2 separate regions of the Arabidopsis thaliana genome follow, and region 1 is linked to region 2. Evidence: chromatin contacts called from public capture Hi-C data. All regions are on one chromosome and are shown on one strand. The core of a region is the stretch at or near the end of the contact, and the rest is flanking DNA. Distances in the headings are between cores, read along the strand shown.

What was found. Capture Hi-C pulls out chosen DNA fragments and counts their contacts.
Region 1: a capture Hi-C map of seedling shows a contact between it and region 2, with 1.9 times the contacts expected there. A contact is called at or near these places in 2 of 3 other capture datasets (seedling and shoot).

The regions. Positions count from the first base shown.
Region 1 is chr1:21,499,888-21,506,737 of TAIR10.1, reverse strand. It overlaps AT1G58070 (WEB family protein), which reads right to left and starts at 3,833. Exons shown (of 1, transcript NM_104589.4): 1 at 2,660-3,833. The coding sequence starts at 3,770. The coding sequence ends at 2,916. AT1G58060 (RNA helicase family protein) reads left to right here and starts at 4,848. Exons shown (of 34, transcript NM_104588.4): 1 at 4,848-5,262; 2 at 5,367-5,472; 3 at 5,553-5,746; 4 at 5,910-5,963; 5 at 6,455-6,605; 6 at 6,689-6,850. The coding sequence starts at 4,963. ATP-PRT1 (ATP phosphoribosyl transferase 1) reads left to right here. Exons shown (of 11, transcript NM_104590.4): 2 at 102-161; 3 at 250-363; 4 at 606-671; 5 at 752-859; 6 at 969-1,052; 7 at 1,234-1,335; 8 at 1,428-1,541; 9 at 1,617-1,697; 10 at 1,778-1,897; 11 at 2,081-2,424. The coding sequence ends at 2,176.
Region 2 is chr1:21,414,849-21,421,679 of TAIR10.1, reverse strand. It overlaps VIM1 (Zinc finger (C3HC4-type RING finger) family protein), which reads left to right and starts at 3,565. Exons shown (of 10, transcript NM_001333806.1): 1 at 3,565-4,251; 2 at 4,777-5,306; 3 at 5,536-5,661; 4 at 5,786-5,885; 5 at 5,958-6,022; 6 at 6,102-6,204; 7 at 6,278-6,422; 8 at 6,670-6,831. The coding sequence starts at 3,778. It overlaps AT1G57830 (Toll-Interleukin-Resistance (TIR) domain family protein), which reads right to left and starts at 1,436. Exons shown (of 1, transcript NM_104577.2): 1 at 877-1,436. The coding sequence starts at 1,383. The coding sequence ends at 877.

The DNA.
Region 1 (6,850 bases), core at 2,584-5,083, 85 kb before region 2:
AACTCTTTTACTCACTGACATGTTTTTTTCCCTTACTTTTGAGTGAATTGTTATCTCATGGCTTGATTTGACTTTTCTCATTTGTGGTTTCTTTTATGAAGGACTGTCAACTGTTTGTTAAACAAGTCAATCCTAGGCAATATGTTGCACAGATTCCCCAGGTATCGTTTCCAAGCGAATTCAAAACCATAGTGTGTTTTGTGGTTTTGTGTACCATGACTTATGTTGGTATTTTTGTATGTCCTTCAGTTACCAAACACTGAAGTCTGGTTTCAACGGCCAAAAGATATTGTCAGAAAGTTACTCTCAGGAGATTTGGATCTAGGTATCGTTGGTCTTGACACACTTAGTGAATATGGTCAGGTAAGTGATGATCATAAAAATATTCTTTTGAAGAGCTTTGATATCATGTTCAGGATGCTGGAATTAGCAGTGGTGATTTTTATCATTATCATTATGCTGGAACCAGTTTACTTTTATTCTCTCATCATTAGTATGCCATATTGTTGCTTTAGCGTATAGTGTTTAAAATTTAAAGTTTCCCTTTGATTGTCTCTGATAAGCCCCCTTGCATCATAATTTAGATGTTTGAATTTTCTTTCTAGGAAAATGAAGATCTTATCATTGTCCATGAAGCTCTCAACTTTGGAGACTGTCACCTGTCTATTGCGGTATGCTTTAATCTATTGTGGTTAAGGTCCTCAGGTCATTACCGTGGATGGTTTTCTGATTGTATCTCAAATGGTCACAGATTCCAAACTATGGGATATTTGAGAATATAAATTCTCTGAAGGAGCTAGCGCAAATGCCCCAATGGAGTGAAGAGAGACCCTTACGCTTAGCTACTGGCTTCACTTATGTATGATGAGTTACAGATTCTTCTTTGGTGCGCTGTTGTCATCTAATTTCTCTCAGAGTCCATTTCGCTTCAACATAATATTTGGGAATGATTCAACTGGTTTTTGCAGCTCGGCCCCAAATTTATGAAAGAAAATGGCATAAAGCATGTGGTGTTTTCAACTGCAGACGGAGCACTGGAGGCAGCTCCAGCGGTGAGATTTTCAACGAAAAGCTTAACATTTGGCATTAAGTTGCTTGTATTCTTTTCTAAAAACAAGTGTTAAACTGATATGCTCTGTGGAGGATAATGTTGTCAGCTTGTAGTGTCCTGATTTCATATCTTACTGTGCCTTACCAGCATAATCTGTTGACTCATATGTGCTTGTTAATTAGATGGGGATAGCTGATGCCATTTTGGATCTTGTGAGTAGTGGTATAACACTCAAAGAGAACAACTTGAAAGAAATTGAAGGAGGTGTTGTGCTGGAAAGCCAGGTGATGTGAAGTTCTTGGATCCATGAACTGTCTGTTTAGAATCTGTTGGCGGCCATCATTCCTGAACATTTTTTTTTTCTTTGTAATTTCAGGCGGCACTTGTGGCAAGTAGAAGAGCATTAAACGAGAGAAAAGGGGCACTAAACACAGTACACGAGATTCTTGAGAGATTGGAGGCCCATCTAAAGGCGGATGGCCAATTCACTGTACGCACTTGGTTCCATGATGTGTTTTCCTTATTCACCCCTTTCGCTTTCTTTTCTCTAATAATTTCATTTCAGGTTGTTGCAAACATGAGAGGAAATAGTGCTCAGGAAGTGGCTGAGCGTGTGCTGAGCCAACCATCATTGTCAGGATTGCAGGTAATGTTTCAGAATGTGGGAGTTCTTAAGCCTTAGCTTTTTAGTTCTTGCTGATTGTTTATGGGGTCTATAACAAGCAGGGACCGACAATAAGCCCAGTGTACTGTACACAAAATGGAAAAGTATCGGTTGACTACTATGCCATCGTGATTTGTGTACCAAAAAAGGCCCTATACGACTCTGTGAAGCAACTTAGAGCGGTTAGTAATCCCTGCCATTTCTCTCTTAGTAATCCCTGCCATTTTTTTCTCAATTATCTTACTCCCACCCGATCTTTAAAACTTATTGATCCTCTTTCTACTTTTGCACCAACCACGTTCCACATAAATCTGTGTTTATCGTTCCCTCTTTTGGTTTGGTCATTTTCATAAATGTTATTGCAGGCCGGAGGCAGTGGGGTATTAGTTTCACCTTTGACCTACATTTTTGATGAGGATACTCCAAGATGGGGTCAGCTCCTGAGAAACCTCGGGATTTAAATGCTTTGGTAAGGAAGATGCATATGCTGAACAAGTTTTAAGAAGACTCTTTGGTGTAAATCTCTGAGTTTTTTGGTACCTTTGCGTGTCTCTTTTTTTTTTTTCTTTCCCTTTTCTGCTGCAGTCGTCGTCCTCCGTGCTGTTGTAATTTTTACATCTCTTTTCTGTATGGATCCTATTCGTTGTTGTTAATCCCGTTGGAACAATAAAAACAAGCCTTTTTTTAATAATACATCTTTGCAGAACTCATTTGTTAATAGTTATCACTTGTTGTTCTGTGTTTTTGCTAACCTGGCGGGGGTTTTGGTTCCAGAAACCAATTCCTTTTGCTCACACGGGCTCGGTGTTGCGAGTTACCTGTCTCTAGAAAGGTATGCTCACTTGGCCTTTTTCGTACTGACTTCCTAACTTTGTATAATCACACACTTTATCTTTGTCTACGAATATAGAAGTTAATCTTTGGATTGTGTATCTAATCAGTGCTAATAGTAGAGTAACATTGTATATTCACAATCTGATAGTTGACAGGTAATTGTTACAGTAGAGGGGGAACACACGCTGATGGTTTGGACTCAAAATCCAAACAAAGAGAGAAAGAGACAAACAAATAAAGAATACGCTCACACACAAACACACTCACACGAAAACACATACATACATAGATATTACGAATATTGATGTGCATACATACATATACATATATATACACTTGCAGGGTACATGATCTTGGGTATATCAGTTAAAAGTGCAGGGTGGAAGAGGTAGTGTAAAGAGGTCCAGATATTTCAGGCGAAGAACCTTTCTTCTTGAAGAAGAAGAAATCTCCCACAAGAGGAATGATAGGTTTCTTCTTCTTCTTCGTCTTCTTAGTGTTCGCAAAATACCCATCTCTGTTTCCTTTGTTACTGTCAAGTATCTGAGCCAATGAAGGATACTCCTTCTGCATCTTCCTCATCAGCTCTTTCCTCCTCTGGTCCTCTCCATTTTCCTTCTCTTTTGTGTCCTTGAAGCTAACTGATTTCGTCATGGCTGCCGCGCTCTTCCCTGCAGCATCAGCTTCGGCTTTCGCTATCTTTGACTTGTTCTTATGTAGCTCTGCGTTTAAAGTAGCCAAAGCAACCTCTGTCTCTGATTCTCTCTCCTTCAACATCTTCACCTCTGTCTTTGTTTCCGTTATCTCGGCTTCAAGCTTCTTCAACACATCCATGATCTCTTCTTTTGGACCTTGAGGAGAAGGGGGCAACAAGGAGCGTTGCTTCCATGGAGAAGAAGATGAAGAAGCGGTCTGGCTTATGCTAGGACTAGCAATAGGACTTACCAATTTAGCAGTCTGGCTGATGCTAGGACTAGCAGTAGGAATTACCAATTTAACGGTCTGGCTGAGTCCAGGGCTTCTTGGTTTAGCGTTCTGGTTGATGCTACGACTAGCAGCAATAGGACTTGCCGATTTAGAGTTCATGGTATGAGTTTGTACCGGTAGCATAATCCGTTGGCCAAATATGGCAACAGCTTCTTTAACAGAGCTAAAAGGACGAGAAGTGTCGACATGATGTTCCTCCACTTGATTATTTCCTTCCATCTCTTCTATATCCATGGAGGAACTATAGATAGAGAAGAATGTATTGTATTTGGTATTGCTGGTTTGTTGGGTGGAATCGGTTTGGTTTCTTTGCTTTTACAGCATATTATAGGCAGAGACTAGATGACTGTTGTGTCAAGGTGAAGTCAAGACCATACCAAGTCCCTTAAAAGTTGACTTGCCAACTACTTTTTGTTTACTTAAATCAGTTTTAAGTCTTGTCCAAATCTCTTTACAACGTCAGTATTCGTTAAAAGTATAAACTTCTAACTGCATGACCAATTATAATTTTAAACTTAAAAAGTGTCATTTTGTAGACAATGTTTAAAATCTCACAAACAAGAGAAGACAAACCAAAATACCAAAGAGACTAAAGAAGACAATAAAAAAAACAGAGGCCTCTCCTCAACTAACTCCACCTGAAAGTTTCCAACAAAACAACAATTTGTTATATAAAAAACATATAAAACCCAAATTAACTCAAATATAAAATCAAAATCCTCTCAAATCCCACTTAAAACTATGAGATTTGCCTACAAAAAAACAAAACTATGAGATTTAAATTTTTGTATTTAAACTAAGGAATCCACTAAAATTCACTAAAGTCTCTTAAAATTACTAAAAATCCAATCCTTAAAATGTTTTCAATAACATGAGATTTTAAAGTAGATTTTCAAATCACTAGTTCAATAAATATTGGATTTCATTAGAAATTTTAAAATCAATGATTGAATAACAGAGGATTTGATATTTTAACACAAATTACTTGAAATGTTTTAAAAATCCATGATTAAATAACATTGGATTAGTTTTTAAATTTTGAAAACTGAGTTTATTCAAAACTGAATATCAGCTTCGGATTTGGGAAAAAAAAACAACAACAACAACTTATTATATACATGTTAATATATTTATTTTTTTTTCTCTATATTTTTTTTTATAGAAATACATTGGGGTTTTTGACCTTTTTAGTGAATTTTGGTTGATTAGTTTGGTTCGGATTCGGTTTCTCAAAATTCGGTATAAAAAGATAGTTCGGTTGGATTTTGGTCGGCAAAGAGGAACAATATTTGGGAGAAAATAAACAAATAACAACATTTGGGCTTTAAGAATAAAGCTCATGAGGCCCAAAATTTAATATTCTTCTCCGACTTTCAGGTTCCGTTTTTTTGATCGGACGAGACGAGAGGAGGCTAGTCGGAAGAGAATGGCTCCGAAGAAGAAACCTCAGAAGCAAAGCAACAAAGCTGCTTCGTCTTCTTCATCGTCGAAATCGAATTATCAGAAACCTTCTTCAGGTCCTAAGCTTCAGATATCAGCGGAGAACGAGGATCGTTTGCGGCGGCTCTTACTCAACTCTGGCCGCTCCGGTCCTTCGATTCCAGCTCCAATCAGTAATTCTCTCTCCAAAGCTCAAAAGACAAAGAAACTCAATAATGTCTATGAGAAGCTCTCTTGCGAAGGTTTCGTTGATGATCAGATTGAACTCGCTCTCTCCTCTCTTAGAGTATAACTCTCTCGCCTTTGTTTGAATTTAATTTCGATTTCATTTTGAAAAATGTTTAGCTTCTTCAAGCTATTCCTGATACAATGTGTATGTTTGTGTTTAAGGATGGAGCTACGTTTGAGGCTGCACTTGATTGGCTTTGTTTGAATTTGCCGAGTCATGAGTTGCCTGTGAAGTTTTCTACTGGAGCTTCTCGTTTTCCTTCCACAGGTATGTACATAACATTGCCTTCACGTAAATGATTGTACTTCTCGTGTATTGATGCCTGTACCTTCCTATTGGGGTTGTAGGAGGTTCTGTGGGTGTGATATCGACCTCACGGGACGATTGGAATGATTCTACTGACTCTTCAGTCAGGGTAGAGGAAGAGGAACCTGCAGTTTTTGTTCGTGTGAAGGGAAAGCAAGATGAAGAAGATACTCTTAGTTCTGACAAGTCATCTCAAGCTGATTGGATTCGGCAGTATATGATGAGACAGGAAGAGGTACTCATATAGAATGCTTTAATGATTAATCACTTTGTGAAAGCTTCATACATTTTGGTTCTAGCCACAACGTCTTAAGCAGAGTTAGAAAAATGATCCGGAAGCGCAATTCAAAGCAAAATTTAGTTCATGGATGAATTTTCTCATTGAATTAAATTTGCAGGAAGAATTGGAATGTTGGGAAGATGAAGTAGATGGTATTGACCCCAGAAATAAGGTAATTCAGCTTGTTTCCATTATCGAAACAAAATGGAATATGGTAGACTACTTAGTGAGACCAGTTCCAAGATGGATGTTTATGTGGTTACACTTTTGCAATGTCCTTGTATATTAGCTTTCATGCATGTTGCTCAAGGGTAAATATTCCTCATGTTTTTTAGACCTTTACAGAACTATGAATATCTGGAAGCTCTTGAATTTGTTTAATGAATTGTTGTTTTTTCTGAAAAAAGGATTACCTTAAGCGTATCCATTATGGCAGAGGTTTAGTAAGATATTTGGTTCAATTTTTGGAGTCTTTGTGGCTACCTGCTATCAATATATTTTCTTTCCCATTTGGTAGAAGTGGAACTTTTCTTCATTTGTTTATGATGATTATGTGAAATTGCAAACTTCAGTCAAATTAGTTGTACAATACCATATTGGTCTTGTTTTCCTGGTTTTATGTCTCTCTCTGCTGTGATATCTTGATTTCAAAAATCATACTAGGTCTCTGGTCCAAGGCCATTCGATGTGATTGCCAAAGAATACTATTCGGCAAGATCAGATGCTATAAAAGCAAAGGAGAAGCGTGATAAAAGAGGACAGGAGCAAGCAGGCCTAGCCATTCGCAAGCTCAAGCAAGAGATATCTGATCTTGGTTAAGTTTAATCTTTAGTAATGAATCAGTCAATCATTTAACTTGGTGCAGCATGTCATGAGATATTTGAGTTTGTTTTACAGGGTTATCAGAAGCAATGTTGGAATCTGAATTTCAGCGTGAACATGCTTTTGAAAGTGCTACAGAACAAGAATCAACCTGTCCCATTTCCGATAACCTTCATGAGTCAGTTGATGCTGACGATGTCTCTGTTCAGATGTTAGATAATTTGACCTTGAATACCA
Region 2 (6,831 bases), core at 2,316-4,815:
ACCTAGTTCCATCAATCGTCTGAAAACTTTCATGTAAAAAAAAAAAAAAAAACATTTGGTGAAAACTTACTAATAACTCTTTTCCTAACAAAAATAACTTCTCTAAGAAAAACAAAAATTACAGAATTTTGGTGAAAAGAAATTTGTGTATCGTTTCAATGTAAAGCATGACTTATCCAGTCATCCTTCACACAGTTTTGATGGTTATGTGTGTGAGTTATCAGGGACTATTTGCATTCTATGACAATAGAAAACATACGTCATACTGAAATAAGAATGAATTTCTACCATTTTGGTCAATAAAAAATGCCATAATTAAGAAGTTGACAAAACATTTGTTTCTCTTGTTAAAATAAAATAAAATATTTTTCCAAGTGAAAACGAGTGAATGTAGAGTATTTTGGACACATTACATATTTCAATCAAAAATAAAATGTCATTTAGATATATTCTTAGTAAAACAAAATAATGGTCAACCTAGTGCATCAAGAATGCAGATGAAAATGATTTTCACGGGTCCTTACCATATCGGATTCAAGTAAATGTATTTCTAATTAATTATATTTATGTATTTTGTTTATTTATATGTATGTCAAATGTGTTAAGTTTGGTGATATCTTATAACTTATAAGAATTTTAAAGTACAAAGCGAATCAAAATAAAATATATCTGCTTTTTCTAAATAAAATATGTATAAATAAATGTTATTGACTCGCTTAATACAAGATCAAAGAAATAAAATCAGATTTTAATGTTTAATAGATTTATAATATACTTACTATCTATTAATTATATGTTCTTAACAAATCTAACTAAAATTAAAAGAGAATAATCCTAAGTAACATAGCACGATTAATATATAAAAAGAGTTGAAGGTCACGTAGAAGACCTGTTTTCGCATAGTTCTAAGCCCATCTTGTGGGAAACGAACTCCAAAGCTTCCTTCCACTGCTTGATCTCCTCACCACTTGAAATTCTTGCCAAATTCCAAAAGTTACGACCAAATTCTCCCTTCTGACGTCTCACATCACCAACTTTCACCTTGTAGAATATGGGAATAACTTTTAATTTGTTTTCTTCTGCTAGTTTCTTCACCGTTGCTAGTTCATTCAAGCACCATTTGGATTGTGCATATTTCCCAGAAAAGATTGCTAGTACGATCTTCGACTCCTCGATCCTTTTGAAGAGGTACGTAAGGTCATTTCCCCTTTGTTCGTATTTGTCAATGAAGAAATATATTCCGTGTACTTCAAAGGCAGCAACGAGGTGGCTGATGAAGCCATAGCGAATGTCCTCTCCTCGGAAATTGATGAACACTCGAGGTTGCAACTGCATCAGCGAAGGCTGGATGATATGAGAAATGGCCACCATGGAAATTGTCATGTTGTAAGACTGATTTGTTTATACTATAGAGATGGCAAGAAAAAACTTGAAACCCTAATTGTTGTCCGTGGGAGGAAAGAAGTTGTTTATTTGGTTCGACTCGAAATTAGGTTTTTCTAGTCAGAAATAACGATTAGAATGTTCAAGATTACTAGAGGATTCTAATCAAGATTAATAAAGGCTTGAGAGTCTATTTATAAGTTATAAGTAAGGTTGTATGTCGTTGTGTTCTCCGCTAATTTTTTTTTCTATTAATTAAATCACAAAACATTATAATAAATGTTTGGAAGACCACGTTCGCATGAACTACATGAAATGTGTCGCGCACTCTTACATATATCATCCGCTCAGTTTAATAGTTGAAAACGATGTTAATAATATACATAGCAAGTACAAAGTGTGTACCATAAACTTTAACGACCTTCGGAAGATGCAAGAAACAAGAAGCTAGCTTGAGAACACATAGTATTGGTATTTAATGAATAAATAATAAGAATATGACCTAAATGATGATATGTCAGTTATTATTATGATGATTTGTAATCAACTAATGAGGCGAAATCAGTTGTACTCAAAACTTCTTCATACTAAAACTCTAATGTTGAAAATTCTACATTGCAAATCAATTTGAATTTTAAACTAACCTAGAAGAGTTGTGTAAGTTCTTTTACAATATATATAGGTTGGGGTTCGATTTCTAGAGATAGTGAATTATTGAAAATTAATGAATATAAGTATAATTAAAAGTTAGCGTGGTGGTTTTGTTTTTTTGTTATACATTGATCAGTAGGAATAAAGTGAGCGTTTGGTTATATATTTTGGTCGCTTTTGATGACGTTTCTCGTTCACTTTCAGGTATTATGCTCACTATTCACCACGTCTCATAAAGAGGGGACAAACAAAAATCACATAATTAGTGGTAGACATAAATTGCCAACACAAATTAAACTCGTGTGGAGATAAATATTTGACTTACAAAGATGTTGATTATTTCTTCAGCTCCAAGGGATATTCTAAGGAATTTCTTACAAATCGAGTACTGTTATACTGATTTTAAATGCTACTCATAGCACGATCTAGTAAAATTTGATTTCAAAAATAAGTTATAAGAATAATTAAGTGCAGGGTTATTGTCATAAATTTGCTTCTGTTATAATAAATATTATTTATTATTCAAAGTAGGCCAAAGGTCCAAATAAAACAAAAATCAAATTGAGAATAGCATCATCAAACCAATAAGATCCGATCATATCCAAATATAGAACTTGCCCATCACGTTATCTTTCTTCTTCTATACGTTTTGGCGGCATAGTTTATTATTTTATCATTCTAAGTACTGGTAGAAAACATGGTGGAAACTACCAAATGATCAGCATCTGACCGTACACAGCAATCACTACTACCGTCGGTTACTGGACCAGAAATATTACTTAAGCACTCTTGTCAAGACATTAGTCAGACATTACAAGTAAAATAGTGCTTAAGATAGCTGTATTTTACTTGTAACTTTGTATCATTCTATTTTGTGAATCTAATATATATGTACATTTATGTTGAATTTGTTTAATCTGATTTCTTGTCTTTTTCTTTTTTTCTTAATGTGTTTTTTTTTTTCTTGTATTTCTATTCTATTCTAACAGCTATCACCTATATTATTACACAGTCATGTCCACTACCAAGTCACCATTATCGTTATCATTATTCACTGTTATAACCGTTATAACCGTGTATATTACCTACATTTGTTACTAAGAGAGCTATCACGGATAACGTGTTTATAACACATGAAATGTTTCATTATCTAAAATCTTTAAAAACAAATAAAAAAATATTATATGTATTTTGCTGGTAAACGGTGTTGTGAACCATTTACCAAGATCTTGTAATGCAACATTGTATACCATCAAAATAGTTTTTGCAAATCGATATAAACCATTTACAATTTCAAAATAATAAATTTTAAAAAGAAGGTTGATATTAGTTTCTGTTGAACATCAAATTAGTGACTAATAAATAATTCTTCATAAAATTAGATGAACAATTTTAATCCCGAATTTTTAAAAATCATTACCTAATTAATAAATGAATGATATTATTCCGACAATGGCAAATATGTAATAATCAGATTTCCGAAAATATTTCTGACCTTGATATGATGATATTAAAAAAAAAAACCTAGTGACAAGACAACACATAGCCAAAAAAATCTTTTGGGTATCGTTTTGAATTTCAAAGACGCTCTCGTCCTTTCCCAAAATATTTCAAACACCCGCCTCTTCAGTATTTCGTTTCCCACTCTTTTTATTCCCAATTCTCTAGAACCTTCCTCTCTCTCCATCTCTCAAAATCTCGGAAACACCATTTTCTCACTCTCTGATCTTTTTTCCCCCAAAAATGGCGCGTGACATCCAACTCCCCTGCGACGGCGACGGCGTATGCATGCGATGCAAATCCAACCCTCCGCCTGAAGAATCTCTCACTTGCGGCACGTGCGTTACACCGTGGCACGTGTCCTGTCTCTCTTCACCTCCCAAAACCCTAGCTTCCACTCTACAGTGGCATTGTCCTGATTGCTCCGGCGAAATCGATCCTCTTCCTGTTTCCGGCGGTGCTACTGGTTTCGAATCTGCTGGGTCAGATCTTGTAGCTGCGATTCGTGCGATTGAGGCTGATGAGTCGTTGAGTACTGAAGAGAAAGCTAAGATGAGGCAACGGTTACTGAGTGGTAAAGGTGTTGAGGAGGATGATGAAGAAGAGAAGAGGAAGAAGAAGGGGAAAGGGAAGAATCCGAATCTGGATGTGTTATCTGCTCTTGGAGATAACTTGATGTGTTCTTTCTGTATGCAGTTGCCTGAGAGACCTGTGACGGTTCGTTCTCTTTGTTCTTATGCTTTGTTGATAGATCTCTTTTGGTGAATCTGTTAAACCTGGAATCTTATTTAGGGTGTCTTCTTAAGTGGGGTGTGATTGTTTATTATCCACTTGGTTTACTGATTTGAGCTTGTGACATAGAACACTAAAGCTGCGTGATACAAAGGCATAAACTTTATTGACATCATAAATGGTTCCTTTAACTGTTTTACAAAGGCTTTGACTTCATTGATCTTTACCATTTGTGACAGAATGTGTCAATGTTACCTACATTTATAGTTCATTGTTGTTGAGTTATCCTGTTATTGGGTTGGATTATTTAGTTTGAGTAATCTATTGTGTTGTTGAAAATTGTTAGGATTGGTATGTGGATGGTTGATCTATTTTATGAAACCATAAACGTTGCTTTTTATGAGTATTTAATATGGTGTGTACTGTACCTCTTTTCAAAGTAAGGATTATTGATGAAGATGGAGACTATTTATCTTGGGCTGATGGAAATCTTGTGTGTTTGTTTTTCAGAAACCATGTGGGCACAACGCTTGCTTAAAATGTTTTGAGAAATGGATGGGGCAGGGAAAGAGAACTTGTGGTAAATGCCGCAGCATAATTCCTGAAAAAATGGCTAAGAATCCCCGTATCAACTCGTCTCTTGTTGCTGCCATTCGATTAGCAAAAGTCTCTAAAAGTGCTGCTGCGACCACTTCAAAGGTCTTTCATTTCATCAGCAACCAAGACCGACCAGATAAAGCATTTACAACCGAGCGTGCAAAGAAAACTGGCAAGGCAAACGCTGCTAGTGGAAAGATTTATGTTACAATACCACCAGATCATTTTGGTCCTATTCCAGCTGAAAATGACCCTGTCAGGAACCAAGGTCTTTTGGTTGGAGAATCCTGGGAGGACAGACTCGAGTGTAGGCAGTGGGGTGCTCATTTCCCACATGTTGCTGGCATTGCTGGACAATCTACTTATGGCGCTCAATCTGTAGCACTCTCTGGAGGTTATAAGGATGATGAGGATCATGGAGAATGGTTTCTATACACAGGAAGGTCTGCCTTTCATTACTCCTAGATTTTGGTCCATTTGATTTATTCTACGGATTGGGTATAGAAACAATACTCTTTATTATGCGTCTCGAATCAATAATCTTGATTTATTATTGTTCCTTATATATTTTTGTATATTTTAGTTCTCTCATGCGTATAGAAATAGCTATTCTCCAATTTACTGATGGACATGTCTCTTTTTCTCCTGATTATGTGGGGATGTGTCACACAGTGGGGGTAGAGATCTCAGTGGCAACAAAAGGACTAACAAGGAGCAGTCTTTTGACCAAAAGTTTGAGAAGTCTAATGCAGCATTAAAACTCAGCTGCAAATTGGGGTATCCTGTTCGAGTTGTCAGGTTAGCTGTTATTTGAGCACAACTCCATTGAATGCAACGTCTTTATTACTCTTCAACTTGAAGCTTTGAGCATGCTTTAGTGATCCTAACTCTTCAATTACCCTTTTCCATTTATGATCATCAGGTCTCACAAGGAGAAGCGTTCTGCATACGCCCCTGAGGAAGGAGTGAGATATGATGGGGTTTACAGGATTGAGAAGTGCTGGCGCAAAGTTGGAGTACAGGTACACATATCTAATTAATGTGAATTTTCACAGTTCTTTTTATGCATTGACCTATTCTTCTGGTTTCCATAGGGTTCTTTTAAGGTCTGTCGTTACCTGTTCGTTAGATGTGACAATGAGCCAGCTCCATGGACCAGGTTTGGTCTACTTCTTAAAATCGTGGGCCTTTTCTCCATATATAGTTGCCATTTAAGTTAATGATGTGATATTTTGCAGTGATGAGAATGGAGATCGTCCAAGACCTATCCCTAATATTCCAGAGCTTAATATGGCCACCGACCTGTTTGAGAGAAAAGAAACTCCATCATGGGATTTTGATGTAAGTTCCAAGACATCTCAGTTTTAACAGTTCTTTATCTGGACCCACTGATAATATAGGCCTACTTGACCAGGAAGGTGAGGGTTGTTGGAAATGGATGAAGCCGCCACCTGCAAGTAAAAAGTCAGTGAATGTTTTGGCTCCTGAGGAGAGGAAAAATTTGAGGAAAGCCATAAAGGCGGCACACTCGAATACCATGAGGGCAAGACTTCTGAAAGGTCAGTGTGTCCAAATTCTCTACCTCTGCTGTTAGAACGTTTATAGTTTTTTTCCCTTTTTGCCGAATCAGTTCTAGTACATTATGTATATATTTCTAGACTGCATGAGAACTTTTAGAATCAGTAAGTCAATGTTTCCAAATTGGTTCTGCTAAATATTAATATGAACCACATATATCCAGCTCTTTCTTTATATAGCTTTATTCCCGAATCCATCTAAACTGTCATTGGTATTTTGTTGATGCAGAATTTAAGTGCCAGATCTGTCAGCAAGTGTTGACTCTTCCTGTGACAACACCCTGTGCTCATAACTTCTGCAAGGCTTGCTTAGAAGCGAAATTTGCTGGGAAAACTCTTGTGAGAGAGAGAAGCACAGGTGGACGGACACTACGCTCAAGGAAGAATGTCC